Linked DNA regions of Anas platyrhynchos: region 1 is linked to region 2. The links are chromatin contacts, called in public Hi-C maps. All regions are on one chromosome and are shown on one strand. The core of a region is the stretch at or near the end of the contact, and the rest is flanking DNA. Distances in the headings are between cores, read along the strand shown. Region 1 overlaps DAB2IP (DAB2 interacting protein). Region 2 overlaps GSN (gelsolin).

The links. A called contact is a pair of places that touch in the nucleus more often than the background predicts.
Region 1: a contact with region 2 is called in a Hi-C map of skeletal muscle, with 4 times the contacts expected there. The contact joins two enhancer-like sites. A contact is called at or near these places in 2 of 8 Hi-C or Micro-C datasets (liver and skeletal muscle).

Annotation. Positions count from the first base shown.
Region 1 is chr18:12,207,324-12,212,680 of IASCAAS_PekinDuck_T2T, forward strand. All of the region lies in intron 3 of DAB2IP (DAB2 interacting protein), which reads left to right. Among named protein-coding and RNA genes, the nearest start is that of STOM, 71 kb to the left of the region's middle. Within about 2 kb of position 2,083, at least 1 of the 8 cell types and tissues checked has an H3K27ac peak or open chromatin away from gene starts, as enhancers often do.
Region 2 is chr18:12,111,497-12,117,064 of IASCAAS_PekinDuck_T2T, forward strand. It overlaps GSN (gelsolin), which reads left to right. Exons shown (of 17, transcript XM_027470781.3): 2 at 1,668-1,869; 3 at 2,824-2,978; 4 at 3,525-3,686; 5 at 3,927-4,076; 6 at 4,380-4,469; 7 at 5,370-5,502. The coding sequence starts at 1,677. Among named protein-coding and RNA genes, the nearest start is that of GSN, 15 kb to the left of the region's middle. Within about 2 kb of position 3,650, at least 4 of the 8 cell types and tissues checked have an H3K27ac peak or open chromatin away from gene starts, as enhancers often do.

The sequences.
Region 1 (5,357 bases), core at 833-3,332, 94 kb after region 2:
ATCAATATGCCAAGATGAATTGCCAGAACTTGTTCTTCATGAGCTGAGTGTCACCAGGGGGTTCAGAATTACAAAGCTGAATACAGTTTAGGGGTACAATTTTAGAAAGAGCCTGAAGACTGGGCTCCCGAGGCACTGTGGAAACCTCTGGGACTTGTATTCCCAAATCACTTTGCGCTTTTAAAAATCCGGCTCTAAAAGGGCCTATTTGTCCTCATCAGCAGGAGTTAGGTCCACAGAGTAATGTCTCTTTAGGGCATACTCACTCATGCAGCCCATTTATTCTACTTGAGGCAGCTACTGACCCAGTTGCATTTTTAAAAATAAGCTATTCTGGCTCTCTCTTCTCGTATGAGATAAATGTTTATTGATGCTTGTGCCTGTCGGTAAAGCAGTCAAAGGAGCGGGTGTCTTGGAGTCATTTCATGTTGAGCTATCTTTGCAGAAAGGAGGGAAGAGGGTTGTGTTTGGCCTCTGCTATGACAATCCAGTCCTATTTATCAGGTTTTGAGCTTAATCAAAGCCATTAATTAAAAATAATTTCTTAGTTTTGGGGGTGAATTAAAATAAAAAACATAGTAAAAAAGCAAAACTGCAACAATTCCTCCTCCATCAGGTGCTTGTACAAATCCAGCCTTGTTCTTGCGTCACTGGAGTTGATTCAGATTTAGCCGGCACTTTGTGAAGGAGGCAATCTGGGAATGCAAGATTGAGCTCAGTGCAGTGTCCTCTTTCTTCCTTCCCTGACATACAGAACTTGTTTCAGGATTTTGAATCATCACTGGGAAAACAATAGGAAGCTAAATCAGTCCCCGAGCTTCATCCTTTCCTTTAAGCAGACAGAGTTGTTCTTTCCATATTTTTTTTTTCTGTTTTGCCTGTCAGAGAGGAGTGTTTGTATATTCACAAGCCTGTAACAGCTCCTTTCCCCCCTTTATTTGTATACTGCTCAAAACCAAAATATTTTACTGTCATTTCAGTGACTGCGACAAACGAAATGTGTTAGTTTCTTTTAGGTAACCCAGTATGAACTTGTCGGCATAATTTGTCATGAGCACAAGGAATATGCAGGCAGATTTGATTGAAATGGAAATGAACCCTAATGTCTGTAAGAAATTGGATTTGAACCAAATGAAATCTTCTTGCTGTTGATCTCTCCCTGAGTATTTTGTGTTTGTCACATGTCTCTAGGATTCCTGCCTGCTAGGAGAATCATTACACTCAGCACTCGTTTAGCTCTTCTCATCTGTAGATCTTCAAGGGATCTGCAAGTCTGGATAAGAATTTTCATTTTCTCTCTGCTTTTGTAAGAGATGCAGGAAGCAGGTGGTGGAGTAACGGTGTCAAGCAGCAAGGTCCTGGGCTGGGTCAGAGTTAGGGCCCGGTGCAGTCTGGAGGCAGCCTGCACAGAGCGAAGCGAGTGCTGGAATGAAGCAAAAGGCAGCACTGCTGGTCCTGGTCCCACTGGAAGGTTTGTGTGCAGGACTGCAGGGGTGCAGGAGCTGTGGAGAGTGCAGGAACCAGAAGGAGGCTGGAGGCTTTTTGGGTTTGATGAAATGTGAATTGCCAAAGCCTGGATGAAGGAAGGAACTGAGGGTCACTTTCTCACGTACTGATCTGTGGCGTCATTTGCTGTTTTGCTCAGATACCCAAGCACCGGATATCCTTGGTGGAAAGTTAGCATAAATCCATGAGCACTGGAGTTATTTAGGGGAATTGGCTATGGGCTGTGTTGCCAGTTGGGTGTTTTCAGGGCATTCCCTTGACGACTTTTGGCTCTCTCCAGTCTCAGGACCCTTTGCCAAGATCTCTGCAGAGCACAGGTGGGCCTGAGGAGCTGGTGGAGCCACGGTACCTGGAGGTCGAGCTTTTCCAAGGTGTGTCACTTCAGCAGATGAGCAGCACAGCAGCTTTCGGGCAGGGGACTTGCTGAGGATCAAGCAGTTGTTACACGTTTACCAGGGAGGAGGAGATCTCTGCTGGCACACAATCCCCTCTCCCCATCTGGAACCATTCAGCGCATTGCATCAGGCCTGGCTGATAAATCCCTGATGCCTGCGCTGCCCCGGAGCACCCATGCGATGCAGGTGCTGCCATCTGCTGCCAGCAGGGCTCCTCGGCCACAAAGCTGCAGCACGCCTCTGCTGTGAGTCAAGGGACAGCTTTCTGCCCACTCAGCTTACATCACTCCGTTTCTCTGAATAGGGGAAAGGATGTGTTTAAAAACAGGTATTTATATCCTGCCACTTCCCACTCCCAGCCCCTGGGGGGGCGGTGCCAGCCCCCTGCCTGCTGCTGTGCCGGGCATCGCCGCAGGGATGCTGCTGGTGTGCAGGAGGGCCTGGAGGAGTGGGCTGGGGCTGCAGCTTGCACAGCTCCTAGGTGGTGGCTCTCGGGGAAATGGGTCTTGCTTCCTGAGCTACAAAGAGAGAACCACTCCCTCAGGAAAGCGCTGCTGAAGTGCATCTCAGATAAGCAAAGCGAACAGAATTTGCATTTTCTGTGCAAATGTCTAAGGAAAGTAGGGGATTGCTTTCTGTTGGGACTCCAGATGGACACAATCTGATGTAGCAGGCGGAAATATCTATAGCACTTTCAGCTGTTCTGAGTGGCAGACGGCTTATTTGATGTTTCATGTGATGTTATCCCCTATTCTTGGAGTTTAGAGTTCTCCACTTAGCCCTGGTGCTTATAACACATTCATCTCGTGCTTTAGGGTGTTTGCCTTCCTGTTCATGGAGAGGTCCAGCCCTAGAATAGTTGAAGAACAGTAAAGCTGATGGGGATGGCAATTCAGACCAGAACAGGAATGCTACCAGGAGACTCGTGATCGTGCCTCCAGCATGCTTAAGTTACTGCTGTTTGATGGTGGATAAACAGGACAGGTTTCACCCTGCTGTTAATCTTTGTTAGAATGATGATAATGTCAGAAATCTCCTGGCTCTGCTTTCCATGGGGATTTGGGAGACACTGCAGGTACATTAGGTAGTTTAAAAAAACCTGCAGAAATCCCCATTTCTTCTGAGGACCATCTGTTCAGCTCAGAGACGTGTGTAAATATATGGAATCATGGCTGTAATTATGATTACTACCAGGTGATCTGTCTAATGCAGGGGAAGGTACTTGGGAAGCAGAGAGAGTAGAAGGAAAATTCTCGATAGAAGCACCACCTGCCTCTGCCTGCGGCATGCTGCCCTATGGATTTCTGCATGGTGTCCCAGCTTCTCCTCAATTATGGACACAGCAAAGGAGCAGGGGCAGTGGCAAGTGTTCTGGAAGTCCAGTTTGCCAACAGAAACTGCTCGCAGGTGCTGCATTCGTGGGCCTGTGTCTGCACCCACATTCACTGCCGGGATTCAGCTGCGTTGTTAGTCATGGAGAACACAGTCTGTGTGCTCTGAGATCCCAGAAAGTACTGTATGAGTATGAGGTTCTGTTTCTGATAATTTACAAGTAAATTGCTTAATTACAGAATCATTTATTGTAAAACTGGAAGCTTTGACATGTTTCGTTTCATGGTAATAACAGTTTTTGTTCCAGCATGCAACAGAATGACATGAGATGCACATACCCAGGCTGCCTTTGTGCCTAACCACATTGAAAATTCATGCATTCTGCTCTCATGTCCTAAATGAAAATGTGTTGTGCAGCATCCTAGCATGTTCTCCAGAAGGAAATGCCATGGAAATAGGGAACTTCTCCGTCTCTTATTTATGTCATTTGTTAGAAGGGATTTTTTGTCCACAGTTAAACATCTCTGCTATGAAACAGCTTTCTGTTGCTGATTTTTCTCAGTGGGACCGAGGCAGGAGGCTGTGTAAATTCTTAGTAAGAAGAATTAGAAATAGCAGTTTGAACCAAATGCAGCTTTGGCTTCAGTTCTTTCTTCTGTAAAACTCTGTAGGCAATCAGTTGTCTTCAAAGCTCCAAGAATTTGGTAACATTCCGAGTTCCTGGTACTTCTGTCTCTGTTCGCTCCTTGGACGCAAATGTCTTGCTCCAAGGTCTGCTCATCACAAGTGCTTTTCAAGGTGTTCCACAAAAAGGATTTTTTAAATAGGTTTTCTTTTTCTTTTCCTTTGATGGCTGCTATGAAGAGAAAACCGACTGATCTTCTGCAAAGGCCGGTATTTTAGTCCACCAAACACCGAGGGCTTGGAGGCTACGGTTAGACTGTTTTTTTCTCAGCATGGGCTATTCAGATACACAGCTCTTAAAAATAGCTGGAATTTAGTCTTTCTCTCTCTGTTTGATTAAATCTAAACATTTTAAGTGATAAATGGGAGATAATCCTGTACCCAGAGTGCCAGTACCTTAGGTTAAGGCACTTCCTTGGGACGAGGGAAGCAGAGACTTGGTTTGTCCCAGCATGTAACTGAATGACATAACAACAAAGGAGGCTTTATTATATTTAAAGCTAACTGAAATTTCATCACTTCTCTCTAATCTTTCCTAGCTAAAAATTTACTTCGCAGCCTGTGAGCACAAAGTGATGCACAGTGTGGAACTTTTCCCTTTCCAACTCTTCAGGACTTTGTCCTGAAGCTCAGAGCAGCACCCTGGCCACTGTTGTTACCAGATGTTGGGGGGCAAAGAGATAATCTATTTAATTTTGATGAGAAATTTTATCCTCACTGAAAATTCTCACTATCCTGTTAAGTAAGACTCAGGGTTTTGTATGTAAATAATTCACATGAAATGTTGAAACAGTACTTTTGCTCTTCTCATGGTCCACAAATAATTTTTCATTGAGTTACACTTAGCTGCATGCCTTTCTACTTGTTGAAAGCGTGTGTTTTCATGACTGTCTTTGGTCTACGCTTACTCTAAATGAAGCTTAGCTTAGATACTACCGACTGTGACAAGAGCTTGGGTATCAGAATACCTGCATCACATCCAAAACTTCTTGGGAGATCAGCATTGGCCAGACCTATCTCAGAAGTGCCCGAATGGACTAATGAATAAGAATACCAAACAGAACACCTCCATAGACTTGCAATGCCCTCTCTTTCTTGCACGCCAAACCAGTATGTGCCTCTGTGCCTTGATCTTTCTTTCCGTGGTCTCTGGTTTTAGCAAATTGAATAGTCATTATGAAGACAATGCCTCCATCTGAACTCCATTTGCGCACCTGCCTATGCAGGTGCTGTTCCTCTAACATCCTCTTTCATACTCCCATCTTTTACTGGGCTGTTGCTCTGATCTTTTGGGTTGCACCAGGAATTGTTTATAACAGATTTGTTGAGAGGGACATCATCTCTCTGACAAACGCAGAGCAGGTTTTGTAATGATCTGTGTGACTAAAGAACATGATTTTTTATTAAAAGGAACTGATTCTGTATCAGCGTGTAGAAGTT
Region 2 (5,568 bases), core at 2,400-4,899:
ATTTCTTCCCCTCTATTTGGCCTTACGACCAGATATTTGGCTTGTTTGAACATAATTGCACCGTCAGCTGTAATGGATAGCATATTGTCTTGAGTTCTTGCCTGCTGGGATTTAGCATCTGTAAGTGGCTGAAAGAGTCTCTGAGATTTCCAAGAGGACTGTGCACAAACATGTTACGCCCCTGTGGTGCTGGGGGGGTGGGTGTGTTTGTCTGTGATAAAAGATTGGCTCCTGCAGCGTGTCTTCAATTGCGGGAGGAGGAGGAGGGAGCTGGGACTCCCTACAGCTTCTGCAGGGGAAGGGAGAAGCCCATTTGCTGTTAGAAATGGGCAGACAGGACTTCGGTTATGTTTTTCTCACCGTTTTTTGCACAATGGCTCTGAAGCTCAACTGTGTTAGCTCCATGTCTGTTGCAGGGCTTGGATATGTTGTTACAGCAGCTGTTGTGCTTTCAGCTGTGGTAAGTGCCTAACGCCACAATTAAACATTGGAAAACTTTAGGGTTTTGAGTACTTCTGAGAGTCACACTGTTCTCTAACTCTTTCTAAGGAGCTCGTCCAATTTTGTAGTGGGGATTTGGGATAAATTCTCAGGCTGACTGGAATCAGAACATGGATGTTCGCTGTTTTCCATCTCTATCTGATACCTGATTTCAGCTTAGGAATCACTTCAGTAGCTAACATGCTATTTTGCTTTCTAGTTTGTAACATTCTTTATTTCTGCCTTGGAAGCTGACGTATTGTACTCTTGTCCATCAGCTACTGTGAACTGTCTCCTTTATCAAAATACTGGATGCTTCTAATATAACCTTTTTAATTTTTTCTTCCCTGTTACCTGATACCACTTAAAGGCATGCAGTAATATACAGACAAACTTCTTTTACTAGTGCTACAGAAATGTGCTATTTCCTTTTGGTATTACAAAAGTGAATTGTTGTAAAATATAGCTATATGAAAGTGTTCATTGTGTTTTTTAAAATAATGGATTGTGTATTGCTAATAGATTATATTAACATGAAAATACACATCTTAAAGCAGAACTGCAATGTCCGTAGGACAGGATGTTTTGTACAGTATGTGTAATTCCTGAAATGGAACAGTTGCTCAGAAATACTGAAGTAACGTGTCCCACAATTAGAAATGGAGGGTATATAAGAAACTTGTTAATTATCTAACTCTTTGATGATATTCACAACATTTTCCAGCGAGAGCTGGATAAGATTACACAACAATAATACAAGCTGGATAAGATTACACAAGCTGTAAGTAATGATAAATAATTGTGCAAGATGTACAATGTACAGTGATATGTTTATTTCCCGTGGTCTTGGACCTCATGCACCATCTATAGAAGGTAATAGTTAGGAAGGGGACTTGACTTTTGTTTTGTTATAAGTTAGTATAGAAAATATATAAAGTAAAACCAGGAAAAGTAGACAAAAAAAAAAAAAAAAAGTAGAGCTGATTGGAAGTGAAAAGTAACAGTGATCATTTGAGAAAGATTTTATTTATTTGCACAGTTCAGTGCAAGAGGAAAAAAAAAAAAACAAAAAAAAACCTCTCCCCTTGTTGCCTGGAACAATAGTTAAGAGATCAGAAGCAATATAATTTAAACAAGGGCTTCCTTGTACTGTGTGTACTGAATAACATTCTCTGTCCTGCCCCTAGCCTGTCAGCATGGTGGAACACGCTGAGTTTTCCAAGGCTGGGAAGGAGCCTGGCCTTCAGATTTGGAGGATTGAGAAATTTGATTTGGTCCCAGTGCCAAAAAATCTGTATGGAGACTTCTTCACAGGAGATTCCTATCTGGTGCTAAACACCATCAAGCAGCGGAATGGGAACCTCCAGTACGACTTGCACTTCTGGTTAGGTAAGTCTGATGGGAGTGCTCCTGAACTGGGAGCCCAAAGCGAACTCTCTTCCTCACTACTCCAGCATTTTCCAGTGTTAGCCAAGGAAGTAAGGAACACAGAGAATGCAGTTTTGGGTGTACATAGAGCTACTCAACTTAAATATTTGAAATACTTTCTGCAAGAGTGAGTACAGCCATCTCTGTGCCTAGAAATAGAATTGTGTGAGCAAAAGAAGGGCTTTTCTGATCAAGATGACACAAGTCCTAGCTCTCTAGAGCCTCATGTCAGGCCCACAGAGAAGACGATCTCAGATGAAAGAGGCTGCCAAAATCCTTTCTGTTTGGAGGGATAGAAGTCAGCTGTTACCTTCCTCACTCAGTGAGTGTCATTTGTCCCTGTGAAGTTTAGATCTCCTAATTGTCCTTCTGCAGTAAAAGTCACTGACTAACATGGAAAGGCTTCTCCACATCCTGCAAAACCAAGACTCTTTGGCAATATCGTAGTTAAAGCTATGTAGGATACTTGCTTGGGGTTTGTCCTATTTGCCATCTCTCAATAGCTTTTCCATGCTTAAGAGCTCCTGAGAGGCAAACTGCTGGGGAACCGATGCCCTGTTGGTCCCTACAGTCTTCATAATCCATGGCAGTGTCTCCCTGCAGGTTCGTCTGCTCATGATTTAGTCCATAGCAAGCTTCCTTCCAGGACAAGGCAAAATAGCAAAGGGCAAGTGTGTGATGCTTATCAAAGGCGCAGCTGTGAAGCAGTGGGGCTGCAGCAGATATGGTGGTATAAGCCTGACAGAAAAAAATGAGTTTTTTAATGCTCTTTGGGGTTGTTCTTAGAAAAGTTTGGAAATGGCTGTTCTGCAGACCTTCCTGCAAGCTAAGCTTTCCAGGAATCTCCTTTCTCCTCGGTGCTTGTGCAGGCGGATGTGGAGGCTGAAACACTGTTGTTTCCTTTTCATTTCTTAGGAGATGAAAGCTCTCAAGATGAGCGCGGGGCAGCTGCCATCTTCACTGTTCAGATGGATGACTACCTTCAAGGGAAGGCTGTCCAGCATCGTGAAGTGCAAGGCCATGAGTCTGCAACTTTCCTAGGATACTTCAAATCTGGCATCAAGTACAAGGTAGGTTATTACTGGATCTTTATACTGCCAGTCTGAATCAAGTCTGCAAGATATGGCACCCTGCCCACTTCTCAGAAGAATGAGAGCTCCCTCTTTGCCAGTTGCTTAAAAACATTCTCAAACAGATGTTTTCAATGAGTTGGAACTGACAGGGTGGAGAACAGCAGATCCCAGCGGGAGAACTTTGGCTGAATTAATAATGCACAATTTTAGGAATCGGGGTTTTGTTTTTCTTCAAGAAGCAGAGGAAAAAACAGTCCCAAGATGTCTGGAATGAGTTTAAGAAACAGCAATCCTAGTTAATGGGAAACACCTACTCAGTAGACTTAATTTCTCCCCGATTACTTAACAGCTTAACCTTGCCAGTCCCGTTTTCTGTGCTCAGTCCCTCTCCTAACCATACATAATGTTTGGGTAAAGCAGATGAATAGCAGTGGGAGTTGCTCTTCAATGCCTGCTTCTATTCCATTTTACTTCAGTAGTGGAATTCCACGGTAGTAAAGCAACAGCACGAGTATGAATCATTCTTTTTTTATTTTGTCTTAGGCTGGTGGTGTGGCTTCTGGCTTCAGGCACGTGGTTCCCAATGAAGTGACTGTGCAGAGGCTTCTCCAGGTCAAAGGCAGGAGAGCAGTCCGAGCAACAGAGGTCCCTGTGACCTGGGAGAGCTTCAACACAGGCGATTGTTTCATCCTTGACCTTGGCAGTGTAAGTACCATGCAAAAGATAGGTTTATCAGCCTTTCAGGGGCAGAAATCTGATTAGTTCATTTTTTTATTTTATTTATTTCCACAGTGTTTAAGTTATCTGAAGTGTTGAGCATTCTAAAAGATTACATAGCCAGTCTTGTGACATCTTTCAGTCTCAGCTGTACTGCAGTCTCCTTCAGAGAGGGCCATGTTTGGATCCAACAAGTGTTAGCTGCATGATTTTTCTCTTCCCCCCCAGAACATCTACCAGTGGTGTGGCTCCAACAGCAATCGTCAAGAACGGCTGAAGGCCACTGTGCTTGCCAAGGGGATTCGGGACAACGAGCGGAATGGTCGAGCCAAGGTCTTCGTTTCAGATGAAGGATCAGAGCGGGAGGAAATGCTTCAGGTTGGTCACTTCATCCATTTCTTTCTGCTGGAATGGGAAGGGCGGTATGTGGGAGAATGGATGCAATAGGTGGATAGGCTCGGTAGTGTGTGTCTTTCCATATAAAGTGCTAGCAGTATAAACACTCTCAATTCAGTGCAGACTTGGTCCTCTGCATTGCTGGGACATCAGAATATATTTTATTTTTGCTTTTGTTGATCTAGAAGTTTCTTCTACTCGTTGCTCGTGGCTGGAGCATCCGGGGAACACAGATTCTCTTCAGTTGGTTAGTAATGCTTTTTTTTTTTTTAACTTCTCTCTCAGGTCCTGGGACCAAAGCCCACTCTGCCAGTGGGAACTCCTGATGACACCAAAACTGATACAGCTAATAGGAAACTGGCTAAGCTCTACAAGGTAACAAGAAACAGATCCTGACAAATGTGGAGAATGGATTCATCTTTGCACAATTAGATGGAGCTGGAGTAGTGGAGAAAAGCTTATCTGATCTCAGTCAAAGAGCTTTTTATGCACTTTTTAAGTGTATGAACTTTGGTTGCTTGCAGTGCGTCCCCACGTGCTAGTCAGCAGTGGGGATTCAGCTGGGACTTTTCAGGAATTTTTGAGGGAAAGGCAGAGTGTGAAATGAGTGGGTAAAAGAAAGGGAGTCTTCCTTTGTGTTACCAAACATTGTCTTAGGAAGATGACAAGATTGAACTAGAAAGACTGAGCCTGAAAACTGCCTCTATCCGTTTCTACATCCAGTGTGCACACTGGATGAAGCAGTGATTTGGAAGGTAACATTTGCCATCAGCTAATACAGGTGCAGAAGAATATCCAAGACTTTTTGGGAGGAATCTCATCTACAGCAGTCTCTGCTAATGATTTAGTGAATGTCTGCCAAGGTGGTTTGTAATGTAGGTCTTTATTCACTAGTAAGTACAGGATCTCAGACCATTAAACCCACTTGACACGGTTAGCAAGACAGCCCTCTCCAGTTGCTAGGTGCAGATATTTTGCTTTAGAAAAACGTATGGGCTGGTTTTGCACCAAAGATATTTACTATTTTGGATCAATCTTAATTTGGTCCCAGCATTATCTGTGTTGTTAGAAGTACTTGAAAACTTCAGAGTAAGTGTTATGCTTTTGTCGTAGTGTTGCTGTATCAAAGGTATCCTGTTTGAAAAACAGTAGTGCCTGGAGCAGCCAATGCATTCAAATTGATTTCCTTCCACTCCCTGAGTTTTGGATCATTGCCATGACGCTGGAGGAAAAAAAGGAAATGCCTTATCTAATCTCTGTGCTGTGTTATCATAGGTCTCAAATGGGGCTGGGAACATGGCAGTCTCCCTGGTGGCAGATGAGAACCCCTTCTCCCAGGCAGCCCTGAACACAGATGACTGTTTCATTCTGGATCACGGCACAGATGGAAAGATCTTTGTCTGGAAAGGTACCGTAGCGATGCAGGTGAAGCTGGTTATGCATACGTAGGATTTGCATCCCATTACTGATCCCT